Regions from separate parts of the Sus scrofa genome. Here region 2 is linked to region 1. Evidence: chromatin contacts called from public Hi-C data. All regions are on one chromosome and are shown on one strand. The core of a region is the stretch at or near the end of the contact, and the rest is flanking DNA. Distances in the headings are between cores, read along the strand shown. Region 1 holds the start of EDN1 (endothelin 1). Region 2 has its middle 91 kb from the start of PHACTR1.

What was found. A called contact is a pair of places that touch in the nucleus more often than the background predicts.
Region 2: a Hi-C map of epiblast stem cells shows a contact between it and region 1, with 5 times the contacts expected there. The contact joins the enhancer-like site here to the promoter of EDN1 in region 1. A contact is called at or near these places in 3 of 5 promoter capture datasets (fetal liver and liver), 19 of 47 Hi-C or Micro-C datasets (alveolar macrophages, brain, embryonic fibroblasts and 11 more) and 2 of 2 datasets of contacts at active chromatin or transcription factors (alveolar macrophages and skeletal muscle).

What each region holds. Positions count from the first base shown.
Region 1 is chr7:8,750,015-8,753,618 of Sscrofa11.1, reverse strand. EDN1 (endothelin 1) reads right to left here and starts at 1,601. Exons shown (of 5, transcript NM_213882.1): 1 at 1,463-1,601. The coding sequence starts at 1,526.
Region 2 is chr7:9,012,814-9,016,417 of Sscrofa11.1, reverse strand. No RefSeq gene overlaps it. Among named protein-coding and RNA genes, the nearest start is that of PHACTR1, 91 kb to the left of the region's middle. Within about 2 kb of position 2,062, at least 3 of the 83 cell types and tissues checked have an H3K27ac peak or open chromatin away from gene starts, as enhancers often do. A contact at or near this core is called in epiblast stem cells, where this site is marked.

The sequences.
Region 1 (3,604 bases), core at 352-2,851:
TCCCAGTCTCCACGCCAGATCTAGCCGAGCAGATAAAAGCAGAGGAAGCACACAGCCGACCTTCAGCAAGAAACATAACGTGCCCTCCTTAACGTGACTTCATTTTTATCACCACGGGCTTCGCCACCTTCAGAGAGATGACGCAAATACAGGGGCTTACCAGCCCAGGAAATGCTTGGAAATACTGCCTATTAGAAATGTGAATTGGCTTCAGCATAGACCTTAGTAACAGTACAACCTCCAGTGTCTTGAAACTGGCTGATGACCAAGAACCTAAAACTAAATAAATCAGACTGTCTTTTCCTAAATCAGAAATGAGAGCTGAGCTTCGGTTTAGGGGAGAAGCCGCCACCTCACACCTGGTATGAGGCAGGGAGGAGCCCAGGTGGTACACACTTGTTGAAATGAGGAGGTGGTCCTGAGCTTTGGGGAGGTGAAAGGAGAGAGGGAAGAAAAATCCACTCTAAAATATTGATTTCAGGCAGTAAGTGCCAGAGAAACCACTAACCTAAGGGGAAGTTCAGCAGCAGCTCGGGGGACCCAGTCAAGGTTCTGCAGGCTTTGGAATTCGAGGAGCGGTTTGGGATACGTGGGACCTGCTGCCTCCCCGTCCCCACTGCCTCCTCTTACTGACGAGTTAGCCCTGCAGCTTATCAGCCTGATTTTGTACATTTCAAATGATCAGACACATTCCAGGATTTTCATCCCTTACGTCTTTTCTCTTTAGTCGGGGTCACCAAAAGACAAAAAAAGTGTCTTGACCCTAAAAGAAGGGACCAGGCAGATGCATACATACTATCTAAATCCTTAAGCAGCCAAGATTTATCCTAGCTCCCTCTCCCAGGACAGGTGAATACGACTGGAAATAGAGCCCACACTGTTTTGAGTGCCAAAAACCTGCCAAAAAGAAACCTAAAGTCAATAATGACAAAGTTTAAAGAAAACATCTGCTTCACCCGAAACTGCCTGGGGGGGGCGGTTCATTAGACTGTTCTGCGCATGATTTTCCTACTCATATATTGCTTGAATGACTCAAATAAAATTCCTTGGCTTCAAGCTGAAATGTTTAAATATTTTACGCATTAACACACTATTAAAAGAGTATTTGAAGAAGATATAAATCCCTATACTTCTTAGTACCTGTATGACCACATACACTGCAAATCCATTTGGCTAAGTTATATATCTTATCTTCAATTGAGTTACATTTTTTAAAGCCAAGGAAATACACTAGGCAATGATAACAGTGTGATTTTAATGCTACGGGAGCAATTGTCTTCAGAGGATTTTTTTTTTTTTTCTTCCACTAGAAAACTTAAGCAAGCTTTGAGCATTCATTCTCCTACACCTGATATCTGAGCAGCAGCCATAAAAAGAAGTGGGGGTTGGAACAGAAGCAAGAAAAGCATTAAAGTGGAGAAAAAACGTCAGTGTTCAAGGATTTACAAGGCAAAGTGCCTACCTGTTTCTGGAGCTCCTTGGAAAGCCACAAACAGCAGAGCGATAATCATGGGGAAATAATCCATTCTGAAAAAAAAAAGGATCAAAATCCTCCCCCTGCGAACTAAACCCGAAAGCGGGGGGAAAAAGGCAGAAAAATGGCTTCGGTTCCTTCCAAGCGCTTCGGGTTATTCAGATCTCAAAATGATCCTTCAGCCTGAGTGCTCTTTAATCGGGAGAAGGAAGTTTCTGCCGGGAGAGAAGGCAGTGGGAGCGGTCCGAGGACGCACGCGGCGGCGGTGGTGGCGCGCGGGGACCGCAGTGGAGACCGGGGACCCGGCGGCGCTGGTCTCAGCGCAGAGGCAGAAGCGCGTCTGACCTGGACAGCTCTCTCGGCCGGCTTTTTATATTCAACCCCTATAGAGTGGGGGTAAACAGCTCCAATTTTATTCCAGCCCCAGACAATGTTATTGTGTCATTAGTCACCACCAGGCAACGTGCAGCCGGAGATAAGGCCGGGCTCTAAAGGAAATCACTGCTAACTTCAGAGGCAGACGCCCGCCGTCTGACAATTCAGGGGCAGGGCTAAGAAAAAGAAAATACCCATTAGAGACCTTTGGTAAACCTGCCGGTGCAGCGCTGCAGCCTGCTTCCCCTTTGCAAGCTGCCAGCCCCGGAGTTCAAGAATCAGCAGAGGGACTCCAGAAAAGTCATACCATTGGTATGAAAAGTATGAGCTACAGTTTAAATAGATTGTATTGTTGTGTGCGGGGAATTTTTTTTTTTTTTTTGAATTGTTGTTCGCTTCATTTGCCTTTTATGTCGCTCCGATTCCTCAGTGCTGATCAGACAAGGGAACGCTCCCCCTCCTCGCGCCCCCCTCCCGACTCGGGGTCAAATGATTTTGGCAGATCCACGCGCTTTTCTGACTTCTAAGCACCCCCCTCCCCCGCCCAGTCTGTTTTGCTCAAGTTCTTTGCGTCCACAGTGAGAAAGATCGGAGAGGGATTGGCAAGGAAAGGAAGTTTTTTTTAAAAAAATCCTTTAAGGCACATACCCAATCCTTTCGATATTGCTGATTAGGAGCCCCCATAAACGTTTTTGTAATGCGTGCCCACTCTCCTTGGCTTTGCCCATCGCCCCACTTCCAGGGTCACCAATCTTAAGAAATAGCGTGAAAGGAACGCCAGGGGGCGACGAAGAGCTATGGGGGGGCGCGGGGGGAGCTGATGTTTTGGCCAAAAATAACAGCCTGAGCTTCCAAATAACAGAAGGAAACAGGCACCTGAGGTGGGAGCTTTGGAAGGGAAGGGCTGGCGCCTGGCACAGACCGCGGGATGCCCCTCAGAATATTCCATTTACTTCCTACGCGGGACATCTTTTCTGGGTCTTGGGTGTTTTCCTTTGGCCTTTAAGTCAAAGGGGTGTTGGGTGAATAGGCGATTTGGGTGATGTTGGGAAGAGAGAAATGCCCGCACTGAATGAGGGATCAGATCATACCTCACATTTAATAATGTGTTTACTTTTTCAATAGCAGTTTCCTGTCTGTGTAACCATGAAATAACCTGAGGTTCCCCCCAGGGCAGTTACCTTGCAGGAGACAACATGCTGTCATGTATAATGCAAACCGTGAATATAAGACCCGTGGCTTTTTCAATTAGCCTCATTTTGCAAGTGGGGAAACTGAGGCACCCGGAATTTCCATGGTCCATCCAAGTCCTCAGTGTGGCTGAGTTAAGGTCCTTGGGAAAAATTTAGAGCATCTGCGCTGCACAAGAAAAAGATGTGTCTGCTCGGGGCTCCCAGGGAGCTGGCTAAAAGGATGCTTCTTCCATTTCCTCTTAGTGTTTTATTCTAGCCCCACTCCCTCCACCCCCTCCCGCAGCAGGGATTCAAATGTGGACTCATTTCAGGAGGAATCCTCAGGAGGAACCCGTTTCCTCCTCCTTCTCTCTGCTTACTCTTCACCTCTGGAAGCAAAAGGACAGATTTTATCCCAACACCTAAGCTGTGGGCCTGGGCACAAGCTTGGTCACCCCTGGGCCTTCTGGAAGTCACAGTGGGAGAGACAGTAAGAGTAGCAGTGGCGGATCAATGAGATGTGTCCCCTAAATCAGCCACTGCAGCTAAAGCTGGAGATGAGGTGGTCCAGGGACCCTCCCAC
Region 2 (3,604 bases), core at 813-3,312, 260 kb before region 1:
ATTTGGAGTGAGACTCAGGACTCTGATTTACACCCTATTCTGCACAAAAGAGAGTTCTGCTGGCTAAACAAAGCATTTATTTGTCAAGAAATGATGATATCTACGTATTTATATACTATCTGTCCTCAACAGATGAAGACATGGAGGCAGAGGCAGTTTCAAGATACTTTCCCCAGCTTGCAAAGCAAGTGGGCACAGACCGAGTTAGAATCCACAGCCCTTGGAGGGTCCACTCAACTCTTGGGCTCCCGGGACCTTGCTTTATGCTGTTCATAGTGAACTTGGAGCTCTCCCTTGTGGAATTTTCTTTGGGGAATACCTTTAACACAAAGCTGACAAGGGATTCGCATCACCCTCAGCAGACAAATAGCTTAATCTCATAATGGTATCTTCAGTGACAACCCCCTCTGCTTGCACCCCGAGCCCCACAAAAAATCAGTCACCAGGATTATTCCTCATCCAAGCAGTGGCCACAGTTGGCACCTGTACTGGCGCGTGTGCCTTTGGAATGGAAAGTCAGGATGGTTTCAAAGTTTCATATACAATAACAGGAAAAAAATTAAACAAAGGAACATTTTAAGCAGCAGTCCCCACCTCCGAGCTGTTCCTTTCCTATCTCAGCCAAAGCTCTGCATACTTAAATTCCCTGGAGAGTGGAGAAGACTATAAAACCGACATTTGAGGTTTTCTTTGCCCCACAGCTGAGGAAATAGAAATGGTTATAAACTTTCTCTTCGAGGACAGCTTGCTGCCTTTTGGAACGTCCTAGAAGAGCAAGAAGAGAGAGCTGAAAAGGAGCAAAATACTGAATCCCAGTCTATTTATCTCACCTCCTTTGGCATTAGTGCGAGAATTTTCTGGAAAGCTGCTAGGAGACGATTTGCATTTCAGGTCGCCCTTCATGTTTTAGCTTTAATACCCCGGGGACAGTAAAAGTAGCAGGTTAAAAACTCTTTCTTACTTGAAGGATGGGGAAATAGAATTTAAGGAAAAGAAACCTGGTAATACATGGTGTCATAAAACCAATCTATCTTTCTAGATGAGGGGTTTATTCGTTGTTAAATTTCAGGAGCTTTTCTATATGCAATCGTTACTCCTATTATGAAAGTACCGTGCGTGGGGCTTGATGTGGTCAGAGAGGTAGTGCTAATGCTGGAGAGTTCTCTGGAGGAGAAATCAGAAGAAACTGAACTTAGATGATGACAATTTCCCCAGGTCTTGGTTTCTTCATTTATAAAACCTGGGTAAGAACACCCCGTTGATTGCTCCTTTCCCATGGATCTTTTTCATAAAACTTTAAATATTATAGATATTTTGCTAGGATCAAGCGAACCTTTTAAAGTAATATATATATATAATCATATAGCATCCTTCAATGAAGTCTTTAAAAATTCTCTATTCATTATTCCAATTTTACCCTTTGGAAAGATGTATACAAATGCAGAAGAATGTTGAATTATTTGCCTTAAGTTCCCTCCAAGTGAACTAGAGCCAGACCAGTGGAATTATAATGGCCAGAACATTCTTCCATTTGTCAGGATAAAAACTGTGCTGTCACTTTTGACTCCTTTCCTTCTCTCATCCCCAAGTTCATTCCAGTAGGAAACCCTGTGGTCCCTACCTACAAAATATATCCAGAGTCTGACCACTTCTTCTCACTACCTCCATTGGTAGCTGCCTGCATCACGGCCTGCATTAGTGTTTTTAAAACAATAATTTCAAGCCTCCAGAAAAGTCCACCAGTGCCTTGCAAAGCCTTTTTTCCCCGATGCTATTGAGAATCTGATGCCCTACAACCCTAGAATATTTTAGTGTGTCTTTTCTACAAACAATGCCTTCTCCTGTGTAACCACCCTGTAACCATTCAAACCAAGAAATTACCATTGTATGTAACTGCCTCCTTTGATTCTCAGTGCTTCTACCTGGGCACCTCCTCCTAAATGTATTCTCAAACAAGAGCCAGAGGGGTCTTGTTAAGATGCAAGTCCGATCACATCCCTCTGCTGCTTGAACCTCCCCTCCCCCACGGCTCTCCATCACCCTCAGGGAACAAAGTCCTTTCAGTGGGTTACAAGGCTCTGTGCATCTGGCTTTCTGCCAACTCCCTGACCTCCTCCTCCTCCTCTTAGCTGGCCACCCTGGCCTCTGCTGTTCCTTGAACACACAGTTGGGCTCCATATTTCTGTGACATCTTGCCTAGGCATTGTATACAAAGTTGAAATCCACATCCAACTCTGGCCCTTCCTGTCCTACTTCTCCCTTTATTTTTCTTTTCTTTTCTTTTTTTTCCATACTACCTACCATCTTCTCAACTTCTAATATAACATTTCTTTCTTTCTTTTGTTCATTTGCATTTTTCTTCCCCCATTAAATGCTAGCTCTTAAAAGGAAGGCATTTCTTTTCCTTTGTTCTCTGCTCCTCCCCAAACTTAGACTGGTGCTTGAGCCACAGTCTGCACTCAATCACTATTTACTGAATGAATGCATAATACAATAGAGATGCAAAAACTTTGGCCTCCTAGTGGGGTGGCTTCTCCTAAGAACAACCACCATTTCAATTACCATATTTAATCCACAGTCTCTTAGTGAAGCAGATGTTTTTACCCATACTTTGCTGGAGAATATAAGTGGCCAGTAGCTGTCTTCCTCTAAGTCGTATTAGCAGTTAGAAGAATTGTAATAAGAGACCTAAGCTCCTTCCAACGTTCAGATCCTTTTTTTTTTTTTTAAACATCCTTCAATCTACCACCAGCCCAAAAGGACAGGGTAAATTGTAAATTTTTTTATTTTTTTTTTTTTTTTTTTTTTGGTCTTTTTGCCATTTCTTGGGCCACTCCCGTGGCATATGGAAGTTCCCAGGCTAGGGGTCTAATTGGAGCTGTAGTTGCTGGCCTACGCCAGAGCCACAGCAATACCAGATCCAAGCCTCATCTGCGACCTACACCACAGCTCAAGGCAACGCCAGATCCTTAACCCACTGAGCAAGGCCAGGGATCGAACCCGCAACCTCATTGTTCCCAGTCGGATTTGCTAACCACTGAGCCATGACGGGAACTCCAAGGACAGGGTAAATTTTCAAAGTCGAGCTGGTGCTGTTTTGTGTAGATCACTTATTTTCACACGAAGCCGATGACTTTCATTCTCGACTATAAAACTCTTACTTAAAAGAATTTTATCCAAGAATTTATCCAGAGAGTGTAAATTCTTTACAAACAGTGCAGTTTGCACAAGGGTGTCTATTTTTACAGTTTATTTATATTATTTTATATTTATATTTTACACTTTAACTGATACAGAGTAAATGCTCAATTGGGTTTCTCAATACATGCAATTAGACCAAAATATATCTTCTCACAAGGTTTGTAGCTATCTCTGCATTACAATTCCGATTTTAGAAAAGAAAATGGGAGTTCCCGTCATGGTTCAGTGGTTAACGAATCCGATTAGGAACCATGAGGTTGCGGGTTCAATCCCTGGCCTCTCTCAGTGGGTTAAGGATCCAGTGCTCCTGTGAGCCGTGGTGTAGGTCACAGACAGCGGCTCAGATCTGGTGTTGCCGTGGCTGTGGTGTAGGCCAGTGGCTACGGCTCTGATTGGACCCCTA